Linked DNA regions of Triticum aestivum: region 2 is linked to region 1. The links are chromatin contacts, called in public Hi-C maps. All regions are on one chromosome and are shown on one strand. The core of a region is the stretch at or near the end of the contact, and the rest is flanking DNA. Distances in the headings are between cores, read along the strand shown. Region 1 has its middle 230 kb from the start of LOC123092941. Region 2 holds the start of LOC123092941.

The links. A called contact is a pair of places that touch in the nucleus more often than the background predicts.
Region 2: a Hi-C map of leaf shows a contact between it and region 1, with 5 times the contacts expected there. The contact joins the promoter of LOC123092941 here to the enhancer-like site in region 1. A contact is called at or near these places in 3 of 5 Hi-C or Micro-C datasets (all in leaf) and 1 of 1 datasets of contacts at active chromatin or transcription factors (leaf).

Annotation. Positions count from the first base shown.
Region 1 is chr4B:501,885,742-501,889,480 of IWGSC CS RefSeq v2.1, forward strand. No RefSeq gene overlaps it. Among protein-coding and RNA genes, the nearest start is that of LOC123092941, 230 kb to the right of the region's middle. Within about 2 kb of position 2,055, at least 2 of the 8 cell types and tissues checked have an H3K27ac peak or open chromatin away from gene starts, as enhancers often do. A contact at or near this core is called in leaf, where this site is marked.
Region 2 is chr4B:502,114,338-502,118,076 of IWGSC CS RefSeq v2.1, forward strand. It overlaps LOC123092941, which reads right to left and starts at 1,658. Exons shown (of 6, transcript XR_006444946.1): 1 at 1,242-1,658; 2 at 903-1,153; 3 at 582-681; 4 at 80-384. LOC100270666 (3-ketoacyl-CoA synthase 6) reads left to right here and starts at 2,324. Exons shown (of 2, transcript XM_044514797.1): 1 at 2,324-3,314; 2 at 3,463-3,739. The coding sequence starts at 2,598.

The DNA.
Region 1 (3,739 bases), core at 805-3,304:
AGAAAAGAATGAAAACCGATGAATACAAAGAAAGGAATAAAGAAAACCCAAAGAAATGGATGATTCAGAAAAACTAATCTTGTACTTCCTCCGTTCCTAAATATAAGTCTTTCTACATATTTCACTATGGACAATATACGAATGTATATAGACATTGTTTAGAGTGTAGATTCACTTATTTGGCTCTGAATGTAGTCTCTTATTGGAATCTTTAAAAAGACTTATATTTAGAAACGAAGGGAGTATTTTTGAAAAAAAATTAATCAAGCGTTTAATTTTTTTAAAATTTATCGAAAAACCTTGAGGATGATATGTTAAAAAACTTAAACATTTGTTAGATATATACCAAAAATGTACAAAAAATATACATAAAAAATATAAGTACTCAAAAAGGAAATTGATCATGTATTTGAAAATGTCATACATGTACTCCTTCTATTTGTAAATATAATACCTTTTAGAGACTTCTATATGGACTACATACGGGTGTTTATAGACCTATTTTAGAGTGTAGATTCACTCATTTTGCTCCGTATGTAGTCCACATTGAAATCTCTAAAAAGGCTTAAATTTAGGAACATAGGGAGCATATGAAAATGTTTTAGATGTATAAGATTTTTTTTGAATGTGTACAAAAAAGATAACATATGTGAAAAAAAGACACTTTGGAAAAAAAATGAAGAAACCCAATAAAAACAAAAGGAAAACAAAAATATTTCAATAAAATAAAAATATGAAGAAACCAATTCAAAAGAATGAAAGCAAAGAAAACCAAAAAAAATGAATACAAAGAAATAAATAAAGAATAACCAAAGAAAGAAAGAAAGGAAAACAAAATACCAAATGAAACCCAAAAAAGAAATAAATAAAAATAAAGAAAATAATACTGGTGAAACCAGGAAAGGAAGGAAGAAAATGAAAGCAAATGAAAGAAATACCAAAATAAAGTTTTTTTAGACTTAAAAACCAAAATAAAGTGAAGAAACGAAGCAAAAAGAAAGTAAAATAAAAGGGACGAAAAAGCCCGGAATGAACAAACCCACCGAGCAAGGCGAACGAACCAGCGAAGGAAAAAAAAAGAGAGACAAAAATAGGCTGGCCCAGTCGCTACAACGCGGGGCAAAAGCTTGAGCGAGAGGAAAGGTGCTCTCGCACTAAGCGAGATATACCGCTCAAAAGAAAATACTAAGCGAGATATAGGTGCAGCGCGCATCTCCGCCCGTCAAGCAACCCCGGCCATCTCCTTCCGTTGCCGCGCAACAGCGCGAGGCGTCCAGATGTGTCGACGGCCGTCGGCGCCCGCCGATATCCAACGGCCATACCAACAACCGCACATCATCCGTCATCGGTCACCGGTCATGGATGTACGCTCCAATAGCGTGCCGAGCGAGCCATCCGTCTCCCCGTCCGGCGCGCCACCATTCGCCACTGGCACCTGCACACGCCCGCCTGGCTCCGCTTTTCGTGTCTCTTGTGATCCCGAGCCTCCAACCAATTCTTGTCGGCGGGCGCACAACTGGCCGCCTCCATGCGTGTCCTTGCGCAGGTTGCTTGCTCGAGCTTTCCGCCGCTTACGCACGCACGTCCTCGTCGCCGGCCGTTGGCAACTGCCGAGAGGTCGTATCGTATGAAAGATGAGACATCGGTACGGCGGCAACTACACCGCGGAGCCGGAGCGATCGACGCGTAACCGCGACCATAAAATCTGACAGCTGCTTTTTATTAGCTCCTTCTCCTACTACCATTTACACATAAAATCCGAGACGCGGGACGTGCTCGGCACCGACAGCGATGGACACATACCCTACCCTAGCAAATGTTTAATCCTATTCCTAGACGCTCTCATCTCGCCTGTTGACTCCGACGGTGACACTGTACACACCGGTGATTCAGCACGGCACTATCGTGATATAGCGAAGCGCAGTGAATAGGCCGGCCGGCTGGCCGGCCTTAACCGCCAACAACATTCCGGTAGCAGAACAGCCACCACACTCCACACGATCGTCCCCGACTTCCTCATTGACCCGATGACGTCCACACGATCCTCCCTTGCTCCCAACCGCACGTCGTGATCATGGTGTTTGACATCGCTGACTTTGCTTACGGCATCGCCCTCCCACCCGTCCCTCGTGACGATAAGGCGTTTGACGATCAATCTCGACGGACTTGCTTGTCCAACACAAACTCTCGTCTCGTGCCAGCGACGACACTCGATCATCCATCATACGCGTAGCAGCCCCGTCAATGGGCATGCATGGACGGATGAGCGCATGTAGTAAATGCCCAGGGCCGGCCGGCGCCATACGGAGTTGTCCCGTCGACCAAGTCGCCGGCGCAAATACAAAACGGCCCGCCAGCCACTTGAGAATCTAGATAGATCGCCGGTGACGCGCGTACGTGAGCTCGATCGTGCGCGGCGGCGCGACACGTAGAATACGTACGTACGTGCACCGGATCGGAGTTACTACATACCAGGTTGCGCACGGAGCATCTATCTGGTTGATTTGGCTGACCAGCATGCACGTGGTGGTTATTGAAAGACGGATTACGACGCGGTTGGCTCAACTGCAAGTAGCTGACGCAGTTGCGCGAGCTTGCTTTCAGTTTTAAAAGCGCCCTTTTTGCCTTATTAGCCTGACAAGCCACGCGTTTAATTAAGTTGAATATTTGTGTAATTTGGCGTAAATATATACACTGCTGCTAGATTGCAGTCCATCTCAGAGGCTGTTAATTTATCTCCTTGTCAGCGGCAGTAATGGCTACTATCAGAGTTGGAAGCACTCGTTTTTCTTGCACACAATCGGCGATATGTAACTGCATTTTCAATTGATGGATGGCGATTCCAGCCAGAACAAAATACAGCGCGGGCCGGTAGGCCAGAGCCATGGCCACCCACGTCGCCGCCTTCCACATCGTCACGGCCGTCCACACACAGCTGGACCTCACCGCTTATATATGAAAAAGTTTGTAAAACATTAATGCTCGAGGGATACACTCCATATGACAAACGACGTTTTCCAGACTTTGATCAACTGTATATATATGACAGATGTACGTTTGCATTTGCAAAAAAGAAAGAAAGAGAGTGATGACAGAGTTGGTCTATAAATATATCGAGTTAGTCTATTTTGCTGCAAGCCAAATCAAGTCTGGTTTGCCTATGACAGGTGGGGCACCGGGCTAGATAACCAAACACCAACCTCATATCTAGGTGACAGGTGCATGTTACTTTCTACACCCCCTCAACAACCATGCACAATTTTACACCTTTTTTAGACCTACGAATCATTAGCATGTACTACACTGTAAGAAACAAACACCTACATCTCCCCGCAACCTTTTCTTAACTCATACTTTAGCCAGTAAGTACTATAATAAGACCTGTAGCAGTTGGCGGTTCCCCACGCAAATGGGATTGATAGGCTTCAACTTCAGATAGTAATTAGTCGAGGTGATGTATCTGACCACGAAGTTTGTGGAATTAGGGCATCCAAACTGTCAGATCACCTTACCCAACAACCAAACCTCAGCGACGCCTAACCACAATTTGACTTGCAGTTAATACTAGGAATAGTAGTATTCCTATGCCACCAGCTGCTGCTGGTGTTATACACTGTACGAAGTCCAGGCATATACATCAGTGGGTACAATGCAGGGAAGTCCCTGGATGCAGTGAGCAGTGAGCTCACTCAACAAGTATATAGTATATACAAATACGCATGAATTTGATGTCAACGGG
Region 2 (3,739 bases), core at 408-2,907, 230 kb after region 1:
GGAGACCCAAATCAGAACATAAATCTCAACAACAGTTTAGCAAGTCAGCTAGCTTGACAAATCCATGGATTCATCTTACCTTCTAATTGGCTGCATTAGGAACTCCATCGCTGGAATGGAGTCATGTGCGCTGCAGCACCCCGCTGACTGGAAATGGATTTGGATACCGCAGTCGGGGAGCCACCGGCCTGCAGTGAATGATTCAAGCCATCCACCTAACAGAGAGTGAATTTCCTGGTCCGCGAACCAGATTACCACCGCCAAATTACAAGCCACGGCTCATCTTCAGTTGGGTTTTCTACGAAGACCCTAACTGCCTTCTCAAAAGCGCTTACGCGGGGTGAGCAAGGTGTCAAGCTTGGGGCAGAAGCTCCAATCCTCAACCTAAAAGCAGTTTCAATTATTGTGTCAAACAATTTAACCCACTGAATATCAAGCTGCACATGAAACTACTGAACTGAGAGATGAAATTAACTGTTCAAAACAGACAGTTTGCACACTAATTCCTATCAAACCATTGAGTGCTCCCAGCAGAAATTCAACCAAACTGTATGACCTTACAAAGCATGAAAATATAGTACCGTAAATCTTCATAGCAATGTTGAATTTATTTCAATTCAGAACAGTGAGTTTGCACGCTAATTCATGTCACAGAGTACTCCCAGCAGAAATTCAACCAAACTGCATGACATTAGAAAGCATGAAATTAGAGTACTGTAAATCTTTATAGCAATGCTGAATTTAACTTCAATTGAGAACAGACAGTTTTCACTTTGCACACCAATTCGTCTCGCACCATGGACACCCGGAAATTCAACCAAACTATATGACCTTACGAAGCATGGAAATATTATACTAATGAAAATTTTCGTTTGATTGCTAAGTTTAATGTTATCACTGACCTCTTGTTCCAACGAGGAGCCTGAGGATTCATCTTCCCCGTCGACAGCTCGGAAGTCAGAGGCGGGCTGCCCCTTGTCACTGCCGCTGCCCCTTGCCACTGCCGCCGCTTCAGCCACGCCGCAGATCCGCCCTTTGGCGCTCACGCCCGTGGCCTCCTGCAGCGTCAACTTGACCACTGTCCGCCTGGCGCCATGTGCCGGCAACCCTTCCAGCACTAGACTCTCCCCCAACCTCCTCAATCCGATTGGATCTGGGAGAGACAAATCACAAAAGCTTAACCGCTAGAACTCGACACTGGAAAACACACAAGGTCGATTAGTAGCATCGGATCGACATACCTCCTGATTGCATGAGGAAATCCATCCTGTCGGTCGCCTGTTCTTCCACTCTCTCCCCTCCTTGCCTCTGAATCTCCAAAATGACGGCCGCGTTGGGGAAGAACAGACACACCTTGCATTCAATGCGTGGAGCAGCGACTTTTCTGAGCCACGGAGCAGACGGAAATCGAGAACCTGATCCACGGCTCACCTCGTCGGCGGTCGACGGCCGCCCAGAAACCCGTCCGCCCACGCTGCTAGCCCGGCCCACGAACCGCCTCTGACGCATACGTATTTCACTGCAGTCCGCTTTTACGAGCTGCCCTTAACGCACCGTATAAACTATTGGCCCACATCCACATGCATTAGCGAACGGAGGAGATATCGGGCACATGTGTGCTCGGGACCAATTACTCCACGTCCATCTAAGAACATCTACATCCGGACTTTACAAATCCGGGCCCTCAAACGTCCGCGGGCACTCCTTATTTTCTTTTTCACCATCCGGATGCAGATGTGCTAGGGCTGGTGGCGCCGGCCGGCTTAAATAGCCGGCTATGGCCTTGGGCGGTGAGCCAGAGCTTCGCCACGCGGCGTTCACACCGCGGCGTTTGTCAAACCGGCGGGTTTCCCCTATATCCGCCCCATATTTGGGCTGGATATGAAGGGTGCCGGTCAGACCGGTCGTTTGAGGGGCCCATCTGGATCAAAAAATCAAGATCGGACAGTGACCGGACGGTCCGTCCAGACGTATGAGGCGGGTTTGAAATGTCCGGTTGTAGATGTTCTAACAATAACAGTAAAATTTCAGGGGCCTCGTAAAACGAAACGATCCGCGTTGAAGCATTGGCGTTAACCGTCACTCTACCGAGCAGAAGGCCGATGGAAACGGCGCGGAGGCTGCAGAAAGCGATCCCGGCCCAGGACGAAGACTGTAGTCGCACGCAGCACAAGGTCCCGTGCCCGTGTGTGAGTGCGAGCAAGCAGGCGCCCCCAGTGGCCATCCATCCAAGCCGAACTCGCGCTCCGGTTGGTGGCGGTAGCCAGTCTCCTCATTTAAACTACCCATCTGCCCCGGTCCTTCCCTCCGCCCCGCCACTCTATTAAAACCCCACCATGCCACCACCTCCTCTGCAACCGCAAGTCCGCAACCGCAACCGCTCCGCCCGGCATCTCCAACCCCACACCCAGCCAGCACCAGGAGACGTGTACGTGCGCGTAGCACCAACCCCAGCCCAGCGGTGCGCCGCAGAAACAGGCAGGCAGGCAGCTCTGCCAGTGGTGCACGGCGGGACGGAAGGCCAGGGAGCGAGCCGTGACGTGCGGGCGCGGGCCGGGCTAGAGGCCTAAGTAGCAGCACCGATCGACGGACCGGTCATGCCGAGCGCGCTGGGGAGCGGCTTCGCCGGGTCGGTGAAGCTCAAGTACGTGAAGCTGGGGTACCAGTACCTGGTGAACCACTTCCTGACGCTGCTGCTGGTGCCGGTCATGGCGGCCACGGCGATCGAGCTGGCGCGCCTCGGCCCCGGCGAGCTGCTCACGCTCTGGCGCTCCCTCGACCTCGACCTCGTGCACATCCTCTGCTCCGCCTTCCTCGTCGTCTTCGTCGCCACCGTCTACTTCATGTCGCGCCCCAGGCCCGTCTTCCTCGTCGACTACTGCTGCTACAAGCCCTCCCCCAGCTTCCGGGTGCCCTTCACCACCTTCATGGAGCACATCAAGCTCATCTCCAACAACGACAAGAGCCTGCGCTTCCAGACACGCATCCTCGAGCGCTCCGGCCTCGGGGAGGAGACCTGCCTCCCACCGGCCAACCACTACATCCCGCCCAACCCCAGCATGGAGGCGTCCCGCGCCGAGGCGCAGCTCGTCATCTTCAACGCCATCGACGACCTCGTCCGCCGCACGGGCCTCAAGCCCAAGGACATCGACATCCTCGTCGTCAACTGCAGCCTCTTCTCCCCGACGCCCTCGCTCTCCGCCATGATCATCAACAAGTACAAGCTCCGCAGCAACATCCGCAGCTTCAACCTCTCCGGCATGGGATGCAGCGCCGGGCTCATCTCCATCGACCTCGCGCGCGACATGCTCCAGGTTAGTAAACCCATCCTTAATTATTTTGGTATTTGGCATACCTAATATCGGTACCCACTGCCACTGCACTCTTCACTCTTCTTCGCAACTAATTCGATCACCAGCTAGCTAGCGGCATAGATATGGATCTGATTATCTGATCGAACAGGTGCATCCCAACTCGAACGCTCTGGTGATCTCGACGGAGATCATCACGCCCAACTTCTACCACGGGAGCCGGCGGGACATGCTGCTGCCCAACTGCCTGTTCCGGATGGGCGCGGCGGCGATCCTGCTGTCCAACCGGCGGCGGGAGGCGCGGCGCGCCAAGTACAGGCTGGTGCACGTGGTGCGCACGCACAAGGGCGCGGACGACCGCGCGTACCGGTGTGTGTACGAGGAGGAGGACGACGAGGGGCACTCGGGCATCTCGCTCTCCAAGGAGC